Linked DNA regions of Mus musculus: region 1 is linked to region 2. Evidence: chromatin contacts called from public HiChIP or PLAC-seq data. All regions are on one chromosome and are shown on one strand. The core of a region is the stretch at or near the end of the contact, and the rest is flanking DNA. Distances in the headings are between cores, read along the strand shown.

What was found. HiChIP or PLAC-seq counts read pairs in DNA pulled down with a chosen protein or histone mark.
Region 1: a contact with region 2 is called in an H3K27ac HiChIP or PLAC-seq map of embryonic stem cells, with 6 read pairs. The contact joins the enhancer-like site here to the promoter of Afap1 in region 2. A contact is called at or near these places in 1 of 484 Hi-C or Micro-C datasets (CD4 T cells) and 2 of 115 datasets of contacts at active chromatin or transcription factors (both in embryonic stem cells).

The regions. Positions count from the first base shown.
Region 1 is chr5:35,780,648-35,784,991 of GRCm38.p6, forward strand. All of the region lies in intron 1 of Ablim2 (actin-binding LIM protein 2), which reads left to right. Among named protein-coding and RNA genes, the nearest start is that of Ablim2, 25 kb to the left of the region's middle. Within about 2 kb of position 2,169, at least 16 of the 459 cell types and tissues checked have an H3K27ac peak or open chromatin away from gene starts, as enhancers often do. A contact at or near this core is called in embryonic stem cells, where this site is marked.
Region 2 is chr5:35,891,249-35,895,924 of GRCm38.p6, forward strand. It overlaps Afap1 (actin filament associated protein 1), which reads left to right and starts at 2,071. Exons shown (of 17, transcript NM_027373.2): 1 at 2,071-2,292.

The DNA of each region.
Region 1 (4,344 bases), core at 919-3,418, 110 kb before region 2:
GGAGTCCCAGGCCAGAAGGGTAGGGATTGAGGTCCGTGGTGGCAGAGAGGATGGGATGCCCTGTAAGGTGTGAGGAGAGAGTAATGTGAATACTGATGTCTGGCTCTGGTTGATCCAACCCTGACAGTCACCTTGATGAAAGTGGGAAGAAGGGTGTTAGGAGGGAGGGGCGTGCTGCAGAGATATAACCAGTTTCCAGCCTTATCCTGCTGTGGACATCCAGTCAATATGAATTCATGAAGCTGGACTGGAATAAGGCAGCCCCATCTAGTCTGATTGTTGTCCTTAGAAGAGGGAAGGCAGATGGTAGACAGAGCCAGGAGGCCATGTGGGTGGAACAATCACAGACCAATGACAGCCTGGTGGCCTGTGACCAACAAACAAGGCAGGATGGAGGTGGGGTCCTCCTTGGGTCCCAGGGGAAATGTGGTCCTGGCGTTCATTGCCATGGGGCCTCTGCTCTCTGTGACTGTGTGAGAATCAATGCCTGTTATTCATGGGATTTTGCACCAGTTGGTCTGGATATTGTCAGAAATTGGCAGGGAAAGCCTGTCCTGAGGGCCAGCCCTGCCCTAGCATATCTTCTCCTCAACCTCCTGCAGCCTAGGTGGGCCACATCCCCGATTTACAGATGGTCAGACAGGCCCCAAGGCAAGGTCTCTGGACCAAGGTCACAGGGCGCTGGGTAAATGACTAAGGCAGCTGGGCAAGGACAAAGCTGTGGTGACTGAGAATACAACAGTGAGCTGTTTCCTGGCTGTGACAGAGTGTGGGTCTCCCAGGGAGGCATCCAGCACGCAGCTGAGCTGGGGGCCCAGTACTTAGGACTGACATTCCTTACCAACAACTAGGCAAGGTCTCTTGCCCCTCAAATGGTGAGTTTTCTTATCCTTGAAGGGGCATGGATGTCTTGTTCACTTTAAAGTCACACTGAAAGTCTCCCTGTTTCTGGTGAAAGAACCTAGTGGGAAAACCCCCACTCACCTCCCGATTTGGTGTGCACCCAAGAATAATGAACAAACAGACTGTCTTGATGTAAAAACATGAGGTAGTTTAATGGCGGAGCTCTGGGTCGAAAAGTATCTCACGCAGGAGACAGTGGATTTGACCAAGAGGCTTGGAAGCTAGGGGTTTTTATAGAAAAGGGGCTGGGACTGGGGGAGGAATTGATGCAGTTTCACATGATTGGTCCATTTAAACATCAGCCAACTGTACATGCAGATAAGATTTAACTTAGGTCAGAAGAGCAGGAGATAGGGAGGCGCAGGGCCAGTCCAGCATGTCATTCTCTTTATCTTTATGGCCAAGCAGCCTCAGGAATGTCTTAATGGCAGTCCTGCCCGGGCATGTCCTGGCCTGTTCTTCTATGTTCTCAACCCCAGGTTTCAAAGCTCACAAACAACTCTTTGGGCTATTTGACATAAATTACATGAATCACAGGTCTCAAGTTTTATTTTCTTTCACTGGCACCTGAATTTACTTGTTCAAAAGTGAAGATGTTAGTCTAGTTGGAGAATCTCTCAACTGAAAATGTAAAATTCAAAATGCTCCAAACCCTAAACTTTTGTTGCTCTAGCACTGTGTGTCACACATGGAAAATTCCACAGCATGAATCTTCATTTTCATGCACAGAATTTTTAAAAAATATGATGTCAAGTTACATTCAGACTACAGAAGAAAGACCCAAGGTTCAGGTCTGGGTCCCTGCAACCCCATTATGCATATGTAAATATCCTGAGATCCCATTATGCAAATACAAACATCCTGAGCTCAGACATACTTCCAGGAGTCTAAGTGTTTGGGGACATTAGAAACCGGAAACATTTGTGGTCCTGGGCATCTTGAATTATGGATACTCAGCTGTAGTCTCAACCACTGATATTGCTGTGAGCAGTGGGGATCAGGACACTGGGGTGTCAGGTTGTAAGGGACAACATGAAGCTGAGAATAAGGGCTCCCCAGGGTGAGTGGGGCACTTTCCAATCCATCAGTAGTGTTCACGAGAGAGATGAGTTAGTTAGATGAGCTGCACCAGGACACACAAACCTTTGCTCCCTCCAGCAAATGCCTCTTTCCCAGAAACATCCAGGTTCCCATGGGTCTGAAGGTCAGGGACCTAGCTTCTCGGGTGGGTGCAGGCTGCAGCCTTGGGAGCTGGCATGAGGAAGAGAATAGGAAGTAGGTGAAGTGTCTGGGTGGGGTGGGGTGGGGGTTCTACTGTGGGTGTGTGTAAACAGCTCACCTCTTCCCTTGAAATCTTGCTGTTTAGCCTGTCCCCGCCTTGCCTGGGCAGCTGTGGGGGTTGGGATAGGACGTTCTGCACTGCGGGTGGCGACCTGTTCTCTGGTGTGAAATCAGTTTAGTGGGTCGCTGCAGCATGCTTTACATAAGAAGTTGAACTGAATTGGAAGCGGCAGAGATGTACACCCCTCATGGTAAGGACGGCTCTGAGGAGGCCTGGCACAAAATACTGTCACATTAGCCCAATCATCGCTAAGTATGGGAGGCTGAGAAAACAAAACAAACCAACCAAACAAAAAACCAACAATAAAGCAAAAACAAACAAACAAACAAACACCCCAAACTCATCCCTCCCACCTGCAACCATCATCTGAGTTAGAAAACAGGAGCATTGCAGGTGGGATTATGTCAAGAATGCTGAGACAGGAGACAGCCCAGGATCATGAGTTGAGCCCCACCCTCATCCCCTTGCTGTCACAGACATTTTTACAAGAAAGGGGAGGGTGTAGAGGAGGAATAGAGACAGCTCCACTGGGAAGGAGAAGCTTCCCAGAGGCAGAGGTGGGAGTCTCAGCAGCAGGAGAGGCCAGGAGGAAATCTCTCCTTAGTCCCCAGCCTGGCCCTGCCATGCCTGAACTTCCCAGTGACTCCTCATTTGGACTCTGGTTCTAGTCTACCTAGTCTGTAAGTACCTAGTCTACAATGACCCAGGGCACTAATACACCCACAGCAGAACAGCCCAAGGTCACAGGCATTCATTGGCAGCAAACTCTTTTTTAGAAAAGAGTTATTTATATACTTCTGTGTATGAGTATTTTGCCTGCATGGGTGTATATACACCATGTATATGCCTGATGTCCACAGAGGGCAGAAGAGGGTGCTGGATCCCCTGAAATTAGAGTTGCAGATGGTTTTGAGGTAACATGTAGGTGCTGGGAACCCAACCCAGGTAAACTGTAAGAGCAGCCAGTGCTCTAAACTAACCGAGCCACTTCTCCAGTCCCAACAATGAGTTCTTATCACTTAGTGAAGGTCTGCAGTGGGCTGTAGATGAGCTGCCCTTGCTGGGTATGGTGGGGCCTCTGTTCCTTTTCTCTCCTCTCTCCTGGGCCCACAGGCTACCACATATGTCTTGCCACACTAGCAGAAGCATAAAGGAACAGGGGAGTGACCAGGACTGCTTGCTCAGGCTTGCAATAGGAATGGGTCAGTCACATGGTCACTTCTGCCTATGAGCAGCCATTGGTCCAAGCCAACCACATGAACTTGCCTGCACAAAGTCATGGGACTGGAAAGCACTCCTAAGGGCTAGAAGCTGTGGATTCTAGAGGGGTGAACTCTACCTATGATGGTTTGAATAAAAATGGTCCCCACTGACTCATGGGTTTGAATGCTTGGCCCACAGGGAGTGGCACAATTAGGAGATGTGGCTTTGTTGGAGTAGGTGTGGCCTTGCTGGAGGAAGTATGTCACTGTGGGATGGGCTTTGAGGTCTCATATGCTCAGGCTATACTCAGTGTGGTATACAGTCTCCTTCTGCTGCCTTCGGATCAAGATGTAGACCTCTCAGCTCCTTCTCCAGCACCATGTCTGCCTACATGCTGCCATGCTTCCCACCCTGATAATAATGGACTAAACCTCTGAAACTGTAAGCCAGGCCCAATTAAATGATGTCCTTTATAAGAGTTGCTATGGTCATGGTGTCTGTTCACAGTGATGAAACCCTAAGACACTACCCACAACAGGTAAACACATCCATGTGTCTGGGGTGCTGTTTTTGAGCAGCTTGGAAGCCACTAGGCAATGAGAGTGGACATGGTACAAGAGGCTCTGGCCCCTTATGTCACCCTCAGGTCTCAGAGGTTTTAGGACTGTATTTCCTCTCTTTAAGACCCTCTGCATCAGCATGCATGGTCCATGTAGGGTAAGAACCGCCCCCCCCCATATCCTTATCCCAAATCCACAGGAAGAAAATGGGGCATGTCCTGGGGGATCTGGGGGGGGGGGCTACTCTTTCCCTAAACCCAGGCCAAGGTTCCTTATCCCTCAAGCATACATCCTTTGGGAAGGAATATGCAGATTGCTCATTAGCATAAACCAGTT
Region 2 (4,676 bases), core at 821-3,320:
CCGAGGCGCATGCGACGGACGAGCCTCAGAGGTCTTCTGGTCCCTTGCTCAGGTTCTCAAGGAGGAAGCCTGAGTATGAAGGAGGAGGTGACCTCACCTCAGAGCCAGGAAAGAGATTAATGTCCTCCCCCATCAGTGTAGCACAGACCCAGAGTCTGCAGACGGCTCAAAAATAAATAACTAAAGGTATTTTTCATGAGTTATGATTCATTTTAGAAGAAAATATCTACAATTATGTTTGGAGCCTGGGGCACTGTCCACATCCACATTTTATTGCTGTGGAGTGAACTGGCCAGAAATCTATGCAGATGCCAACAGGGTCTGTCATCTTTGAAAAAGCCAATTTGAAAACTTGGACTGAATTGCTTGAGCTTCGGATAAAATAGTGAATGATGCCCTGGAGGACTCCTTTATGGCCAACCCCTTTCAACTCCAACCAGAACCAGTTACCCCCAACCCTCCCTGGACCCTGTCTGCTCATATGAAACGGGCCTGAGGCCACTGGAGGACACTCAGGATGACAGCATGAGAGGGTAACACAGGTTGGAGTGACTGGCCTTTAGACATTTCTGTTCTTAGAATGTTCCGGGCCATAATAGCCATCTCTCCCATCCTCACGCCACCTGCCTTCCCCTCCCATCTTCCTTGGCTCCCTTTATTTGTCTCCTTCTCTGGCCTTCCCCAAGCACAGCTGCTCTCATTTTTGAGCAAAGCAGCCCACCATCCTGCCTCTGTGTCCCAGCACAGCTCGTACAGCAGGACGGTGTCCCAGAATGTCTCGCTTTTCTGTTGTCCTGATAATACCTGGACAAAAGCAAGTTAGGAAAGAACGGTTTCTGTTGGCCCACGGCTCTCCAGCTGTGGTCCAGTCCTTGACTGTAAGGAAGTCACAGTGTCAGGAGCTGAAGGCTGCTGGTCCTACCACACTCACCTTCAAGAAGCTGAGGCCAATTAATACCTGAACTCAACTAGATGGCTCCTTTTAAAACAGACCAGGACTTGAGCCCAGTGACAAGTGCTACCCACCTTCAGTGTTAGTCTTCCCACCTCAACCAAATCTAGGTAACTACTTTGTACATGCATGCTCAGCGATGAGGTAATCCTTCACAACAAGTTAACAATTAACACTAACCACACCAATCAAACCCATTCCCAAGAATAGCTCTTCTCGAATAAGGGGCTGTACCAAGAGGCCCCAGTGCCTGGGCAAGCAGATCATCTGTTGGCTTGGGGAGTCAGACAGGAGGATTGAGGCTCTGCATGGACTCCAGGACTCACTGAGGAGCGGCAGGCTGGCCTGTCTCTGGAAGTAAGCTATTTGTAATTTGGGGGGAGTCCAACTGAGGTCTGGTGATCACTGCTGACTGGATTGGATCCTGCAGTGATCATGTATGTGGATAGGGCTTCTGATGAGGGTATCCATCCCAAGAGAAGCATGCTGTCTCCAGCCATGATCACAAAGGCTCTCGTCAGAGGCAGAAGGGAAGTCTTGGAGAAGAGGGACAGGTTGTGAAATAGAGGGAAATCCACGAATGTTGTAGAGATACATTCCAGAACAGTCCTCTAAGGCTTGGGCGAATTTTAAAGATAATTGAGATATGGATAAATGGAAATGGTAGTAGGTAGATAGGAGTCATGCCTGGTGGGGGAATGGAAAAACAAAAAACAAAAACAAGGCTCTGAGCAGGAAAGGGATGAGATTAATAATTGGATCCTGAAGTAGGACAGCGAAATGGATCTGCTTGGCACAGCACCTAAAGGGAGTTTTCTCTTTCTTTCCACCCTTAATGATACCAACACCCTTCGACCAGAAGACGGACAAGGCTATGAGGATCGCAATTCGGATGGCAAGAACCATCAGTTTTCCTTTAGAACCAATTCTAGCTTTGGGGTGAGCACCGAGTACCACTGAGCTTAGTCCACGTGGGCGCTGAGCCCGAAGCGAAATCAGATCAGCGCAGAGTCCCGGGTGCCGGCTCGGACCCACGGCCCCGCCCAGCCTCTCTTTGTTCCTCCTGGCCCCGCCCCCTCCGCCCAACTCCCTAACCATTGGCTAGAGGGCGGGTTCTTGCTGTTCAGGGGGCGGGGCTATGGAGGCAGGCGGGGCCTGTCGCGCCTGCGCAGAATCCTCCGGCCACAGCTCGCACCGGCGGTGTCTGGGCTCCAGGTCCCGACTGAGAGATCGCTGAGCTGCGCAGGGCCCCGCCCCGGGCTCCATTGTTGAGGCAGCGGGCGCTCCGCGGGCTGCGCTCCTCTCGGCCGTCCAGTGCTCACGAGCCACTGAATCCTGAGGTGAGGCGGCGGCGACTTTGAACCCGTAGCGGGGCCAGGTGTCCCACGATGTCCTCGGGCAAGGTCCCCAAGCTGGATGCCCTGGGCCGGGCAGGGTCCCCAGACAAGGCTGGGCAGGATCTCCAGGGCCGGGTAGGGTCATCGAGGCCCTTCAGGGTGTTAGACAGGACTGACCAGGGACTCCTGACAGGGCAGCGTCTCCGGACAGGGCATGGTCCCTATACAGGGGTGGACGGGGTCTCCAGGGCTAAGTTGGATCCCTGGAGGTCAGAGTCCCCAGGGCCAGGTAGGGTCCCCGAGGCCCTTCAGGGTCCCCAGACAGGGCTGGGCAGGGTCAGCGGGCTGGGATGGTTTTCCAAGAACTGTTCGAAGATCCGGTCATCCGAGACCTAAAGGACAGACCGCATATTTGGACTTGCAGGACGATCGCTAAGGCTGAACTGGGGTTCCCGGCTTGGCAGTCGGCTGAAATGGGTCGGAGAGTGTGCTGCCCGGTTGGTGGCAGCTGCCTTCTCCTCTAGAGGGACAGGAACACCGAGAGGGCTGGCCTGGATGGACCCGAGCACTCAGGAGTCTGTGCGCCCTGGCATTGTCTCGCCGCCGGGTGGCACAGAGGGCTCTGCACCTCCAGGTCCTGGCCACCCCACGAGTGGGCTCTTTTCCGGCCCTCCTTCTTGGGTGTAGCTAGTTGATTGTCACCAAGAGGGACCGGGGGTTGGGGGACCCTTGTGTGAGGGAGCCTTCCTGTTTCCCTATGTGGTGTGGATGGCTCCGGAGGTAACTACGTGGACTTAAGTGTGTGGGGAGGCTTGGCGGGTGGAAAGGCTGTTTCTGTCCCTGTATTGGTACGATTTCGTGTGTCAGTGAAGGTGACAGCGTGGACACGCGCGCATGGGATCCTGGTCCTGTGTCCCATGGCTTGTCGACCCAGGCTTTGCCCATTCAGTCCTGGCCCCCGCTTTGGGTGTGCATTGGGCACTGGAGTTTCGGTGAGGTGAGCGAAGCCCTGTGCGTGCTGGGCGCAGTTAGCCTAAGGTGGTGTGGACCGGACTTTGGTATTGTCTTTATTCAGTGAGTTGAAGCGGGGAGCGGGCGGGGTGGGGGGCGCTACACGGGCTCTGGAGTAGCCCGTCTGAGAACGTGCCCCTCACCCTGCGGGTCTCTGGGGAGCGTGGGGCTGTCACTGTGCTGGAAGCTGCAAGTCCAGCCATGGAGTTTCTTACTCCTGACTTAGGCCTGGCGACCCAGAGGCCGGTGCTGATTGGAGGGAGCAGAGCCTCTCTGCCCTCAGCTTCTTGATTTCTTCCGTTGGGAAGAAAAAAAAAATCTGGAAAGCCAGAGAGTTGACTTTGTAACTCCCAGTCAGCGCCTGGCAAGTGGAAGAAACTCTCCCAAGAACTTGGCGTGCTGCAGAATGAGTTTGAATCAAGAAAATCTACACCCAGGGAACCAAGCCAAAGCAGTTACAGTTGGAGATCAGATTTATGAAGGCAGCCCTGGGGTGAGGTCCAGGGAGGGGACCTGATGCTGCCCCTCAGGCTGGGCCCTCCTCAGCTACTAACTAATGTGGAGACCATTCATTAGATACTGCTTCTTTGAGCATTTCAAAATCACTTGTCATGTATCCAGGATGGTGTGTGTGTGTGTGTGTGTGTGTGTGTGTGTGTGTGAGAGAGAGAGAGAGAGAGAGAGAGAGAGAGAGAGAGAGAGAGAGAGAAAGAGAGAGAGAAAGAAATCAAGCCAGTGTCTTTCTGTGGGGAGAAGGCAGGCAGCATTTGGAACTAGGAGTTTCAATAAGCAACCCACAGTTTGTCCTAAAAGAGAGCCCAACTCTAATAGCAGGATAGGATATGAAACAGCTAGGAGCCATCCTTGTCCTGCTATAAGATGCACACTTAGTCTCTGCCATCTCCTACTTCTGTGCTTGCACCAGCTCAGCTCTGGGTGCTGAGCTCTGGCAAGCTTCTGCCTCATCAAATGTTCTCTCTGAGCCTTCCTTATGTTAGTTCTGTCCTTTAGACATTGTGAGTTTGGGCCAAAAGTACCTATCATAGCTTGTTAAAACAAACAAACAAACAAACAAACAAACAAAAAAACCAACACTCTGAAAGCCACAGACCCAGTTTGTACCCCAGAGCAGGGAGGAGGTGGGGCCCAAATGAGAGAGCCTTTGTCTACACCATGAATCCAGGTACAAAGCCTCAACCCACCAAAGATAGTAAAGATTTTTTTTAACCTGTCTGACTGAGTGTGTTTTATGATGTAGAGTACTCGAACAGAGTTCATTGAGTCTAATTTTGGCCCTGAAGTTGATTTACTGTCCTTCCTGGGTAGTTTCTCCTCTAGGTTTTAGCAGTCTCACCTTTGAAAGTCTTCAAGTAGAC